2 separate regions of the Mus musculus genome follow, and region 2 is linked to region 1. A link is a contact called in public HiChIP or PLAC-seq data. All regions are on one chromosome and are shown on one strand. Each heading gives the region's core, a stretch centred on a gene start, on an enhancer-like site or on the middle of the called end of the contact. The rest is flanking DNA. Distances are from core to core; before and after follow the strand shown. Region 1 holds the start of Gpr37 (G protein-coupled receptor 37). Region 2 holds the start of Zfp800 (zinc finger protein 800).

Evidence for each region. HiChIP or PLAC-seq counts read pairs in DNA pulled down with a chosen protein or histone mark.
Region 2: a contact with region 1 is called in an H3K4me3 HiChIP or PLAC-seq map of stem cell-derived neural progenitor cells, with 8 times the contacts expected there. The contact joins the promoter of Zfp800 here to the promoter of Gpr37 in region 1. A contact is called at or near these places in 2 of 115 datasets of contacts at active chromatin or transcription factors (astrocytes and stem cell-derived neural progenitor cells).

Annotation. Positions count from the first base shown.
Region 1 is chr6:25,685,082-25,692,142 of GRCm38.p6, forward strand. It overlaps Gpr37 (G protein-coupled receptor 37), which reads right to left and starts at 4,899. Exons shown (of 2, transcript NM_010338.2): 1 at 3,032-4,899. The coding sequence starts at 4,015.
Region 2 is chr6:28,258,978-28,266,261 of GRCm38.p6, forward strand. It overlaps Zfp800 (zinc finger protein 800), which reads right to left and starts at 2,947. Exons shown (of 6, transcript NM_001081678.2): 1 at 2,503-2,947; 2 at 1,741-1,859. The coding sequence starts at 1,801.

The DNA of each region.
Region 1 (7,061 bases), core at 3,649-6,148:
CTCTCTGCATACAACTTTGCTTTATAAACAGTTTTCCAACCAGCAAATTGCAACCTATACTAATGAGTCTGTGGTCTCTACCTAGGCTCATTTGCAGAATTATTTCTTATCATTGGAATGAGAGTGGAAGCTATGGTGTCATATCCCTCTGATTTAGTTTAGAAAGTATAAAGCCAGTGTAGTAAGTGGCTCTCTACCCAGGCTGCTTCTGACTCATCTTTCAAGGATGAAGCATGACCTCCCCCAGAAAATGGAGTATAGGGTATAGGAGTCTGATGGCTTTTGCTTGCATCCTTACCTAGAAACTGTTCTTCACCAAAGAGATTCACTGGGCTCAAAGATACGTTCTATATCTGAAAGAAGTTTCTACCCAGTGATGGGATCATTAAAGACTACAAAGGCCCTCTGACTCAATTCAGGATGCTCCTTCAATGGCATCCCTAACCCTTGTGCTTCCCAAGCATCAAATGAGGTCTCTGAGGCAACTTCATAAACAGTTCAAATTCTTCCTCTACCTACTTACTCTTCAATGTCAAACAAGGGTTGAACCTGATCATGGCCCAACAATATTCACCCCCTCCCCAACCCCAAACCATATACACAAAAGGTCCATCTCAGGGTCTGAGACTTGGAAAAGCAGAAACAGTGTTTTTGAGAGTTGGACTATTCCTCTTGTTCTTAGAAATTGGAAATTAGGAAGTTGACATCATGGTTCAATAATTATTTTTATAAAACATGCTAAAGTATTATAAAATTTATTCAGAGGAAGAAAATGCGGTGATAGGTTGTCATATATATTTTAACTAAAAGTACTGTATAAAAATACAAAAATGTGTAAGACTAGTCATGTTTTTAAATTAATATTTTCAAGCAAGCTTTTTCTTCTCTAGGAAAAAGTAAAATCAAATCTCAATGATGGAGAACAGAAAAGGTTATAAAAATTGTAGAAAGCTAAGCAAAACTACAGAGAGTAAAAGACAGAGTTTTACTAACAAGAAAAAAATGTTTTTAACAAAAGTCTTTATGAAAAAAAACTGACTTCAAAATATATATAAAGTGTTATTATAAGTTTGTAAACTCCCAGGCTGATACAGTGGACACACAGAAACTATAATTATCGTACTCTAGAAGTGGAGGCAGGAGGATTGGGAGTTCAAGGTCAACCTCAGCTACACAGTGAGTGTGAGGCCAGCTTCCATTACATTCCATCTGGTTTCACAAAACTAACAGCAAAATAAACACTTCAGAGTTAAAAAGAAATTTAAATGCATTTCTATTACTTAGAAAAGATAGGTCTCATTAAACTAACCTAAGTTTTAATAGTCTTTCTTACGTTTGATACAATTCTTTTTACTTGTGGTCTCCATCAATTGCTTTGGCCATTTGTTTCTTTCTCTGGTCCTTTTCCCTACCTTCTTTCATTGCCTTCCCACCTAATGTATAATGCAACCCCTGCCCCAATCTGTAGTTCCCAGTGAGGCAAGCCAACACAATTCCTGCTTGTGGGTTACCAATCCTGTTTGAACTTTACACTTTACTTTCTAAATCTCCTTCTGGCACAAGTCTTCTGCATTATTACAACAAAAAATCACAGAAAACTTAACATTGCCTTTGAAAAGATAAATGTAACATGACACCTAGTCTCTTATACTATCCAACTATGTCCTCTCCCCAGTAAATGGCAGCATTTCAGAGTCTCTCCGTGCTTGGCAACAGTGAGGCCCTGGATCCTGGTAAGTAGCAACAGCTGATTTAGTAGCCATGGATGGTCCTACATCTGAGCCCAAACTGAATAACAGAGGGTCTTGTTGACTCTCTGCCTCTGGACCTTCTCAGTAGGCACTGTTTGCTGTTTACTTATCTTGGAATTTTAAGCCTGAGACAATGTTGAACACAGTGTCAACTGGCCCTGGTGCCAGACAGGATCAGAGGCTCTGGAATATTTACAGTTTCCCTTCTTGTGTTTCTATAAATGAAATGGACAGCCTGAATGGAGAAAAATCAAGGCCCAGCTGGCTAAAACCACAACTGGCAGCCAAACACTTGGGTGGGTTCCAAGAGCTGGTGTTTAAAGAGAAGCCAATTTACAGAGCAAATTCCTACTGCTAGAGCAACGACGGGTACAGTAGCTCTAGCATGAAGCAGTAAAACCTTGTCTTGTTCAAACAATTTTCATCTCAAAGTTTGGAAGCTAACTCCTTTTTTACTTCAGAATTGTTCTTATGTTACCTATAAATCATTTTAAAATTGTTTATTCTTCACAGCCATAGCAGTGGCAAATTTGTGTCCTATGCTCTACAAATGTTAGATTATAGGAGACTGGACTAAGTCTTATTTTTGTTTAAGTTTATCCAGAAAACTGAACTGTTTCTAAAAGTTAACAAGGATCCACAAAGAAGTCCTAACAATGTAGAGGAAACAATAAGGTAGATATCTTAACCAATTTAAACTAATTTGGAGGTTCCTAATATATCATGAGGCCAACTACAAAAACTAAAATTGATGTTCTTTTATACATAAAATATAACCTCAGCTTTGGTAGTTAAAAATGAGAAAAAGCTCAATTGCCTCTCTTGGGGATGGCATGGTGGAATCACGATGAAATACTAGAACTTTAGTAAATGAATATTAATGATCCCTCCCCCACCCCACCCCCAGTACTACGTTCCCATAAAGACAACCATGGGCTGGCCATTATTTAACCCAGGATACCAAGTCAAAAATATCATATCCAGAGAAAAGCTGTACATATAGAACTATCACACACACACACACACACACACACACACACACACACGCACGCACGCACGCACACACACGCACACACACACACACACACACACACACACACACCAGGCTAGGAGCAATGGAGTTTGAAGATGGTTTAGCAAAGCTGCTTTCTTTCATACACACACGTGCTTGCATAAGTGACTGGGGGAAAGAGAAGGGATTCAGAGAAAGAAGCAAAGAGTCCCACAGGTAGGTGCTTATTCTCCGGAAACAGAAAAAGGCAGTAGCTAGAGGTCATTACCTCGATATAGGGCACGATCTTGCAGGAGAAATCTTCCAAAAGCCACTTCTTAGTCAACTCATGGAAGATGACCAGGGGGAGGCAGAAGAAGATGATGAGAAAGTCCCAGAAAGCCAGGTTGGCCAAGAGAGAATTGGAGATGCTCCTCATGTAGTAATTGTGACACACGATGCACATCACTGCCAAGTTGCCAATAATGCCGGTCCCAAAGATCACCACAGATAAGCACATGACCGCATAGGCTCCGTAGGATTCTTGGGTCAATGGGTAGAAGGGGTTCTTCAATCTCACGCGCCGCGTGGTGTTTCCACGGCGTGGACCCCCTTGGTCAGGAACCCAGTCATCTGCAGACCCGTTTTGCGGTAGTGCCCTGCCTGGAGGAGCAAGGGTCCTTCCTTCGTGTACTGCTGAAGGCCTGTGTTGGGAATCCTGGAGTTGTCCAGTTCTTCGTGGCCAGTAAAAAAGATCTCTGGGTTCCGTTTTCACACTGTGCTCCTGCCTGCTCTGGGGAATCCCATCGCGCTTGGAACTCATCTCTCCCCCCTCCGATGTCGGAAAGAAGAGTTGGGGATCCGTGGGGTCCCTTCTCCTCAAATGCCCGGATGGTTCTTTACCCTGGGCACTTTTCCATCTCCAGGCACTTGGTGGCTTGGTTGGAGGTCCCAAGGGCCCAGCAGCCGCCGCTTCTTCAATCACACCTGTGTCACCGCCCCTGGGTGGTGGGAGGTCCCAAGAGGTCGCCCCTCTCACCTCTGCTTCCAGTTTCTCTCTGGGCACATGGACTCGCAGAGCGTCTTTTGCCGAATTCCCAGGTCCACGGGCATCCCTGCTGCGGCGTTGGATCAGTGGGGAACAGCTCTCCCCCAGACAAGTTCCATTCCTGGGCTCAGGGACAAAGCTCAGGGCAGCAGAGACAGAAACCTTAAACAGCAGAAGGAGCAGCAGCCGCGATGTGCGCGAGAGAGGCGCGCCCCGGGCTGGCATGGCTCGGCGAGGGCGCACCTACTAGCCTGGCTCTAGCTTAGCACCGACACCTGCTGCCAAACTTGGTGCAGAGAGTTAGGCACATGTCACATACTCACCGCTGGGTAGAGGATGGGAGCAGAAGATTGCTGGGAGGGAACAGGGCGCTTGGGGAAGGACGGTGTCATCAACACATCCCTACAATCCTTCCACGTTTCATGTTCTGAGCATTTCCCAGCCAAATCTAATCCAAGCTCGGTGCACCCGAAGGTTCCCAGGGAAATAACAGATCCAAGAGGCTGACCTTGAAAAGTTGCGAACACCACCTGATTGTTCCCTAATGTTGCGACTGGGCGCAGCCTGGAGGAAGCCCCGCGCTCCTCCCAGCCTTTGGGTGGTGGCTGTCTTCTTGGTAACAGTTGCTCTGCTATTTACATCCTTTCCATACTGCTTTATCCAGTCGCTAGTAGAGGTCTCTAGAGAAAAAGAAAAACAAGTCCGCTCCACTAGGGGACTGGCTGTCACAATCCCACTCTCGGCTGGCGGGGGGGTGGGGGGTGGGGACCCTTGCAAACAAGGCACCACCGGAGCACAGAGGAAACTCTTGCTTCGTTTAACTCCGACGACTTTCAAAGGGACTGTTGCCAAGGAGAAGCCAGATTCGAAACCCGCGGCCACTGTCAAAGTTGCTGCTCCTTCAGTTCAAAGTTGACAAGTGGATGGCGCCAGCGGCTGCGCCTAGTGCACGGGCTGAGAAGGCGTGGAGTGGAGCGAGAGGGAGGAGAGGGCGCTGCTGTTTTGTGCACAGTGCTGTGGGCTGCAGGAGCTTGTCACTGCCACCACCATCGCAACCCGGGTGGAGAGCGTGGTGCCTGGAACCGCTGCTGGCGGGCGGAGCGGTGCATGGTGGACAGGGGAGGTGGCCCGGCCTCTCCCAGCGGCTCAGCCACTGCGCGGGCTTCACTCCAGGTCGCCTCCCTCTCGTCCTCCTTCTAGCAGAGCATCTGGTTTGTGGAGAGACGGGATCCCCTGGTGGTTTTACCACACACTAAACCCACACACGTTTCATTCAAGGCGTTCGCAGTAGCTTTCAATAGGAAGCTAGGAGCGACCCGGGAACAAGGGCGGAGGCGCCGAATCTGCACGGCTAAAGGCAAGGAGGACGTGAACTCCATGGGTTATTGCCCTAGATAGTCCAACCAACCCGACCTAATCTGTCACCACTAAGGAGGGGGTTGGATCTCAGGACCCCCGGTGCAGGCGGGGATCCCTGGAGGAGAAGGTAGAAAGGGCAAGCCTCTTGAGATCTGCAACAATTGGTAGCAACTGGTGCGCATGCTCAGGCTTCAGACTCCCCAGGGAATAGTGACACATTCACAGTCTTAGATTCCCCAGAGCAGAGTCAGAAAAGAAACAGACTTCATTGGTTTCATTCACTCGGTAAGAGAGTAGATTGTAAGGTAAGAAGGATCCAGGTGTCCCGTTACCTTTAACATTGACTTTGAAAGCATCCTACCAGGAGGTGGAGTTAGAGCTGATCACAGGGAGCAGGAGGAACGCAGCAACCTTGATATGTTCAGAACTGAGAACTGAGGAGGACCGAACTCCCATCACGATGCCCATGCCTTTCCAATTTTTATATACACACAACCCCGTGTAGCAATCTTGGTATAGCTGAGAAAACAGACAAATATCGGACCAAATTTTTAAAAGGGGAAGAAATAAACATGTGAGATAGAGACAAAGGCAACAACAGAAGAATTATCTAAGGGCACAATAGAAAATACAGTAAAAATACAATTGCAGTAAAGAGCCTCAAACTATCTACGTCCTAAGCACTGTCATTTGTGAATATGTGTTTACATAGCAAAAGGAACTCTACAGTGAGACTTACTTAAATATCTGGAGATGAAAAGAGTGTCACGGGTTATAAATTTGTGCACACACAAGGGACCCAAGAAGAAAAAGGTAGAGAGAGATGAGAGGGTAGTAGACTATGAAAATCTTTATAATTTTTTTTCTTGTGTTGAGGTTCAAATGGGCAGATGCACAGACACCAGACATAACAACAAAACTGACAAGGGTCAAAAAAAACAAAAAACTATTTTGGAAAAAGTTAGACAAAAATTAAAATACGGGATTTCACCAAAGGTTAAGTGTCAAATGACATGTCACAGGGAGGTAGTGTTCAGCACCAGCTTGTTGGATGACTGAAAATGGAAACAGATAAAATTACTCTTCTTTTAAAGTAGAAAAAATGAAAAGAGAAGAAAATCCCATTTGCAACGGTATTTGTCAATACCTCAAAATACTGCAGATTTATATCCTGTGCGTTCAAAACATAAGATCAAGAATAACCCTTGTGAAGCCCTTGTGTCTTACAAGGAATCTTTGAACTTATTTCTAAGAGCAAGAGCAACCAGAATCACATGGAAATAATGTAAAGGACATCAAAGTTAGGAATAAAAATTCCCACTCTGGTGTATGTAAACAGTACAAACTAGTTGTATGTATGTCATGTCAACCAGACAGATCCTGAAAGCACAAATGTAAAAATAAACAGTGGGTTCATTATACTGCACTGCCATTTGAGCTGTGTCGATATATGGATAGAAAGGACACATGCTATTTGGATTAGTAGTCTATTCAAAAGTTGGTGAATGGAAATGTTATGTGAAGAATCTTCTATTGTAATCAAATTTTGTTATCATATATAATTGTATTATGTAGTTATATATTATATATTTATATATTATATGTACTTAATTATATATAATAATTTTAATTAATTATTTTCTTTCTTAAAAAAAATCCAAAACAAGAGCTAGGTTAACTATGGAACAGAAAAACAAGACACCAAAATAAAGTCTGTGATGCTGTTTTCTCTTTCAAAGTACCTTAAAGACTGGGCTATATATGTAAACAATTTTCTACTCTTCCTACTCTGGATCACTTAAATGAGCCACTAATTTTAATGGTACTCAGCAAGGAAAAGAGGCTGAACTATAGGGGAAAAATCCCTTTAAGTCCTTCTTAGAAGCCCCAGTTGGCATCTTTAAGGTGGCAG
Region 2 (7,284 bases), core at 1,697-4,196, 2.6 Mb after region 1:
ATCTCAGGCCTCACCCTCTGTCTATAATCCAAATGATGGATACCTCTCATGAAAGCCCATTAGATAGTTTCTCAAGCACAGCATCCTCCTGCGTGCATCTGAGGACAGCTTCATGACTATCATACCACACTTCCTCCAGACCTGGAAATGCCCTCAACTCAGCACACACCTTTCCTGCAGTGATGACAGCCGCCTAACCTAAAAGTCATCAAGAGCCCAGCTTTCCATTGAAATCAACATTCCAAAGCATTTCATTCTTTTAAAAAAAAAAAAAAAGCACATTTTAATAAGCAGCAACTTTTAATTTTTAATTAATGATACTTAAAGATTTCTTGTTAATGGGGAATAAAAAAATTTAATCCACATTTAAAAATTAAAATCCAGAAAGCACCTTTCTCTTAAATACTTAATTACCAACATGTACCGTAAATCATGTTCACAAATTACATTATTTGTTTAAATCTATCTCTTCCCACTCAAAAACTATATATACATACACATACACATATGAGGAAAACTCTTTTTCACCATCTATATTGCTAGTGCCTTGGGCAAGACCTAGTATCTAAGACATGCTCAATAATGATTTGTTAAAAAAAAAATGAATAAGCAAACTAGTAAAAACCAAGAAATACATCTTCACTTCAAATATATAAAAGGTAAGGTATAAAGGGTGCTTAAGTTAGATGGGTCAGAAGATGAATGAAAATGAGGTCCCCTCCTAGAGGTACCTGTTTTACTAGGTTAGAACTGATCCAAGCAAACACAACAGACACAGGCTGAAGTCCAGTGGTAATGTCCTGTAACGCAAAGGAGTGTGTCCCCTTTACTGTTACCACGTTTCTCTTACTCAAAAAAAGTAGCTTCAAATACTCTGCTAAAAAAATCTAAATACATGAGCATAATTAAAATATTTCAATTAAAAGCAATCCAAAGTAGGCGGGGGAAGTTACCAACCCTGGTAACTTAAAAGTAAAAACTGATAAACGCATGTCTTTGAATTAGAATAGAAAGACCTTTATTCGTAGTTGACACTGTGAGTCCTTTTAAGATAAGGCCCTCAACAGTTTACAATGCCTGTTAAATTAAAACTCACTAATAAATTCTTTATGAGACTCAAAAAAGTTTTAATATCATAAATTAAACAGAATCTGCTCAACATAATAAAATACCTTAAATACTCTATATATTCTAAGCAATACAATACAATAAATTCTATCCGAAACATTTAAGATGTTTTTTAAATTCAAAAAGTCCACTTGTCCCTACAGGTTCAATCAACCTTCTTGACCCAAATTAAACTTTTGGCTTTGTTTGTTTGTTTGTTTGTGGGAGTGGTAAACTTTATACTATGGATTAAAACACTTCAAGGGAAAGTTATTTTAACAATAAGAAATTTTCAAGAAGCTGAATGGTAGTAATCACCTATCTCATCTTTACCTTCTTCTTCCATTTTAAACATTCAGAGCATGGAGTGAACCAATAACGAAGCTGCCTTGAAAAAGAAGGGAAAGGAGCTGCCCGACCTTGTGGAAATGATTGACGGTGACACTTGTGGCACTTTCTCTGGGGGCTCAAGCAATGGAGATCTCCAGTTTGTACAGGCTTTTGGCATTACGCGAGTAGTTTTACGCAGGAGAAACCGAGTTACTTAGGAAAGACTTCTTAGAGACAACGCAGAAAGCCGAGTAGCTCTGGTGAAGGAGAGCAAAGACACTGGGGAGAAAAAAACGGACTTACCTGGTTCGCAGCATCCGTGATGATGGTGGTCCGTTTGACAGTATTTGTCCCTCAAAGGCATTTTTAACGGGTGCGACCTATTTTCCTTTCACTGTGAGAAGCTCTTCATTGCGGCTTGGCTGTGGACAGAGAAGCACAAACCCATCACTATCCCTGAACTTCTATGGAGGCTGTGGCTGCAATTTCCACAGACCATCCCACCATGCGCTCTCTGCCCTCACCCCGGGCCCGCACCTTCCGCTCGGAAAAGAAACCGCCGCTCGCCCGGCCTCCGGCCCCACGTCCCCGCACAGGTTCACCGCCCTACCCGGAAACGCAGCGTCCGGCGCGCAGGGCAGCGCAGCGCACGGCGAAGGCCTGGCGGGCTGCGCAGGCGGCTGCGGCCTCGCCGTGCTGGGCGGACGAGCGAGCGAGCGAGCGGGCGGGCGCGCGGAGAGCCGGGCGCGGGACGCGGGACGCGACGGGGCCCCTGCGCGGCTGAGGAGCGGCTCGCGCGCCCTCCGGCCACGCACGTGCGTCGGGGGGTCTCCCCGGCGCAGGTCGGGTCCGGTCCGCGCCGCCAAGTGCGCCCAACTTACTCAACTCCCGGAGCGGCCGGCCGGCCAGCGGGCGGGCGGGCCGCGGCACCAGCCGGGCGCACGACGCGGCCGAGGGCCCCACCTGGCGCAGCCCCGGCGCAGCGCGTGAAGCCGAGCGGGCTTCGGCCCCGGCGCGCTCCCAAAGAGTCCCCGGCGGCGCCGACGCGGAAGCGCCACAGCTCACCACGTCCTCGGGCCGCGGCTGCGGTGGCGGCTGTGGCGGTGGCGGCGGCTCACGGCAGCCCTCCGCGCTCCGGGCCGGCGAGCTGGCGGCGCGCGGGCGCAGGCAGTTGACAGGACGAACCGCCGGGCGCAGCAGCCGAAGGAGCTGGAACCGGAGCAGGCAGGACTGAGGCGCCCCTCGCCAGGGCAACGGCCGCGCCGAGCCCGGCTCCCCTCAGCGCCGCGCCGCTCCACCTGCAACGGTCCCCCGGGCTTTGGAGAGGGGCGGGGAGCCGCGCGGGTCCCCCACCTGGGGCCTTGCGGGTAGCAGATGCTTCGGGAAACTTTATGGAAGTCAGTCCCGTTCTCTCGTGGCCGCCCCTTCCCCGGACAGCCCGAGCGACCGCCGTGCAGAGAGGGTAGGAAGGGGGAAGCAGAGAAGTCTCCGGCTGCGACAGGGAGCGACTGACTGACCCCGGACGGAGATGGGGCGAGGGCAGGAAGTGACAAGCTCACGGAGTGGGTGGGGGGAGTGTGGCCGGCACGCCCGGCAGCGCGGCGCGCATGCGCTGGGCGGGCAGCCCCGGTGGGGAGGCGACGCGCGGGGCCGGCCTCGGGCGGAGGAGGGTAGACTGCGGGGTTGGCGGGCGCCGAGGGCGGCCGGGTAGCTGGCGGGCCTCGCCGGCGCGCGCCCGTGCGTCCTCCCGCCGGCGGCTGCGGAGCGACGGCCGGAGGCTGCGTGCGCCCGGAGGTGTGAGAACCAGAACCGCGGGCGCGTCTTCCCCTCCCCGGGCACGCGCCGCTCGCTCGGGCACCAAACTGTTGCTCGCGCTGCTGCGCTTCGGCGGATCCGACCCAGGCAGAGTTGGGGAAGCGGAGGAGAAAAGGAGGGACTGGGAGCCCGAAGTGGACTGGATCGGGAGAGCTGTCAGGTGCTGGCTCGCCAGCTGTTGTCCAAGTGTACCTCCTGGAACTTGGGACAGGAGAGTCTAAGTCGGGCTCTGGGAAAGAACGCGATTGGCAACGTTCTGAGGGTGCAAACCTGGAAGTGAAGTTGGGTCACATGGCTAACACGCACTTTCCCTCTTGGGCACCAGCATCCTGCTTGGAAAATCCCCGAAGATCAGATCGAAGATGGCCATCTTCTGTCAAATCTACAAACCTTGAGCTGCTTTTCATATCCAGTAGCTGCTGCCGCCACCTTCTTCCCAACTCTGAGATGGAATTCTTGCCCTTGCTAACTTCACTCGAATAGGTGTCAGCTATTGGTCAGGGTTTTGTGAGAGCTCCCATTTGACCTTTTTTATCTTCTCAGGATGAATGAAAACCACAATTAACTAACTTCCAGTTTTCAAGTTCCAGTTTTGGAGCTTCTGAAAAAAGAAAAGTTTAGGAAGGAAGGCACTATGTGTTTGTATTTTGGGTTTTTTGTTTTTTGTTGTTTTGAGATGGTCTTGCTGTGTAGCTCAGGCTTGCCTGGAACTAGCTGAGTAGCCCAGGATGACCCTGAAATCAGGATTCTCCTCCTGCCACTATGCACTTTCTTTTTCAAAGCTGGGGTTACAGGCTGACACCACACTAGGCTCTGTGTTTGTGAAGAGAAAAATCACCAAAATCAATTTTCAAAATTCCAAAGGAAGTTTGTAAGCAAATGCAGTTGTTACTATAGGACTGTTGAATGGAATACTTGCATACGTCTTGTACGGTTGGAGCAGAATAGAATAAATGTTCTGCAGCTACATAGGATATTATATTATGATCTCATTTTCTGTTCCATTGTCAAGAATCACTACCCACATGAAGCAAATGCAGATTATAGGTCAATATGCTATAAATGGCCACTTCTATGTGGTGGTATTATGCAGCCAATAGAAATCATATTTGGGGGTTGGAAAGATGACATTGTCAGTTAAGTCTGGTCAAGAAAACCTGAGTGTGATCCCAGAACACATGGTACAAAAACGTTGGAGGTGAACGTTCACCTGCAATTCCAGTGCTAGGGAGACCAAGAGAGAAGAATCCCTGAGGCTTGCCAGCCAGCTGGCACAACCAAACGGATTAGGTCCAGGCTCAGTGAGAGCCCCTGTCTCAAAAAGTAAATTGAGCAATTGAAGAAGACATACAACATGGACCTTTAACCTATCCAACCAACAAAACTATCATGTGTAATATTAACTATGTGGAATATGCTTAAACCAAAAAGATATATTTTTGAAATGTGAGAGATGCTGTACTTGGAATTATATGTGCTTTTGTCTGAATGAAGCATATGTGATTTTAATAAAAAGAGTTTTTATTAATCTATAATTTATCTTTAAGTGTTCTGTAAATAAAATTAAAATTCCACTCTTTAAAAAATGACTATATTATCTGAAATGGTATAAAATAATGATGCACAAAAAATATGATACAAAAATACAAATCACTCAAAACTGCAGTGAGAAACTGAAAGGAGAGAAAATGATCAACATTGGTGATAGCTGGGTGGTAAATTTTTAAGTAAAGCATTTTTGTTTCAAAGGATATTTACCTTAATTTGACACAATGAGTGTAATACATGTATTAAAAATACTAAAATTTTATAAGCCAGGGAAGTATTATTTGTAAGAATTTAAATGTTTTCTTACCAGGTGTTAGTGTTAAAACTTGTTTTATGGAGGGTGGAGATATGGCTCAATAGTTAAGAGCACTTAATGCTCTTGCAGGGGATCTGGGTTTGGTTCCCAGCACCCACATGGCAGCTCACTGCTGCAACTCCAATTCATGAGCCTCCAACCCCCCTTCAGATTCCCAGTGGCACCAGGGACAAGTGGTGCACTTACAAACTTGAGAGCAAAACACTCATATGCATATAAAAGTTTTAAGTAAATAGAATTGCTTTGTAAGTGCAGCGTTATAAATAAGGGATCCTTACCAGAAGGGCCTCAGTTGCTAACATTAAACTGTAAACAATGTGAAAAGCACAGACAAAATTGAGATATGAGTAGAACACATACTAAACACTGAGTCGTAAGAGTTTTAAAGATGAAAATAAACCATGAAAATTATCTAGTAAGCCTTACTTTATACCCAAGAAAACAGAGAAATATCAAGTGACTAGTAATAACTGCTTTCCAGACCTAGGTAGCTTCATACTATAATGACAGTACTAATACCTAAGATGCCTTTAGTCCTTAAAAAGTGTTTTAATTTCAGTCCCATCAGCTACACAATGACGTTTCTCTCTTCCATTGTATAGGTGGTGAAACTGAAGTAAAAAATTGAATTTGCAGGTGAAAGATGAGCCAACATCTGAAGCATTGTAACTAAGAAACTCATGAATTTAGCCATTAAGGCTGAATTGACACTTCTGTGTTGGCCCTCACCATATCTGTTGGGGAACAATGACATAGGATGTAAAAGATGAACCAGTAAATCCTGCCAGCTATGAATGGTGTGTTGTGTCAAGATACTGTGTATACAGTGAGCATGGCGATGTCAGGAGGCAAAGGTAGAAGGAGGAATTCAGGAGTTCAAGGCCATTCTTGTCTACATAGCAATTTGATGTCAGCCTGAGCTACATGAGAGAGACGCTGTCTCAGCAAAACAAAACTAGCGTGTCTGAACACAAAGTCAAAATGGAGTTGCTAAATCACAAGAACTGAAATGTTATGGTGCTCCAGAACTTAAAGAAAATTTGGATATCTGGAATTATCACCCTATTTTTATAAACAATGTTCCCAAACCATTTCAGGTAACCTAGGCAACAGGTTAATGTTTGTTGAGGTTTGACTGTAAAATATACCCGACAGGACCATATGTTGAACTCTTTTTTTCCAAGCTGGTGACACTATTTTGGAAGGTATGGAAATTTGGCATTCAAGGCCTGTCTGGAAGAAGATCACTGGGGACAAGACACTGAAGGTTATATCTGATCTCGGGTCCCTTTCTTCTTTTGTTCTTCCTAGCTACCATGAAATGAACAGTTCTGTCATATTATTTTGCTACTGTGTTGTTCCGATTCACTTTGGGTCCCAGAGCCAACCAAGCCAAGATGTGTGAACTGGGACCTCTGAAACCATGAGCCACAGGCCTTCTACAGTTTGGAGTTATATCAGATATTTGGTCATGGCGATGAATGGTCTGGCCAATAGTTACAGCCTTACCTTTTCTGAGATAGAATTTCACTGGCTCAAGCTGGTATTCTTTTTTAGAAGTCTAAAAGAACATCCTATTGAGAAGCCCAAATTTTATTTTATGATTTAAAGTTACTCTTTCTTATTGTCAGTGTTAGAGACTAACATATATTTCACACCTATAATTATTGCATACCAAGCCACCACTGGAGCGTCAAGCCATTGTAGATGCTCTCAATTTGTAGATCAGTAATTTGGGTTAGTCTTGTCTGAGTCACCAAGTTGCTGCTCATCTGGAAGCTTGACCGAATGCATCACATAGCTGGCAGCTAGTGCTGTGTAATGACTGGAATCCCCTCAGTATAGCCTTTCATCCTTACAGGAGTAGCTTGGAGTTCCTCGCGCAGTAGCAGCATGCCAAGCCAGTCTAGTGAGAGCAGTAGGACCTCCAAGTTACATCATTTCCACCGCCTGCCTTTAGTCAAAACAGGTCAAAAGTCCAGCACACTATGTTAAATTCCCACAAGCATCCTCAACAGCATTTACTGTTGTTGGTTTTTTTAATGATGCTCATTCCAGTTGGTGAGACGAAGCCTCAGTAGTTTTTTTATTTGCATTACCATGGTGACTGTGGATGTTCTTCATGTAGGGATTGGCCATCTTATTTCTGTTTTTAGACGTGTATTCAT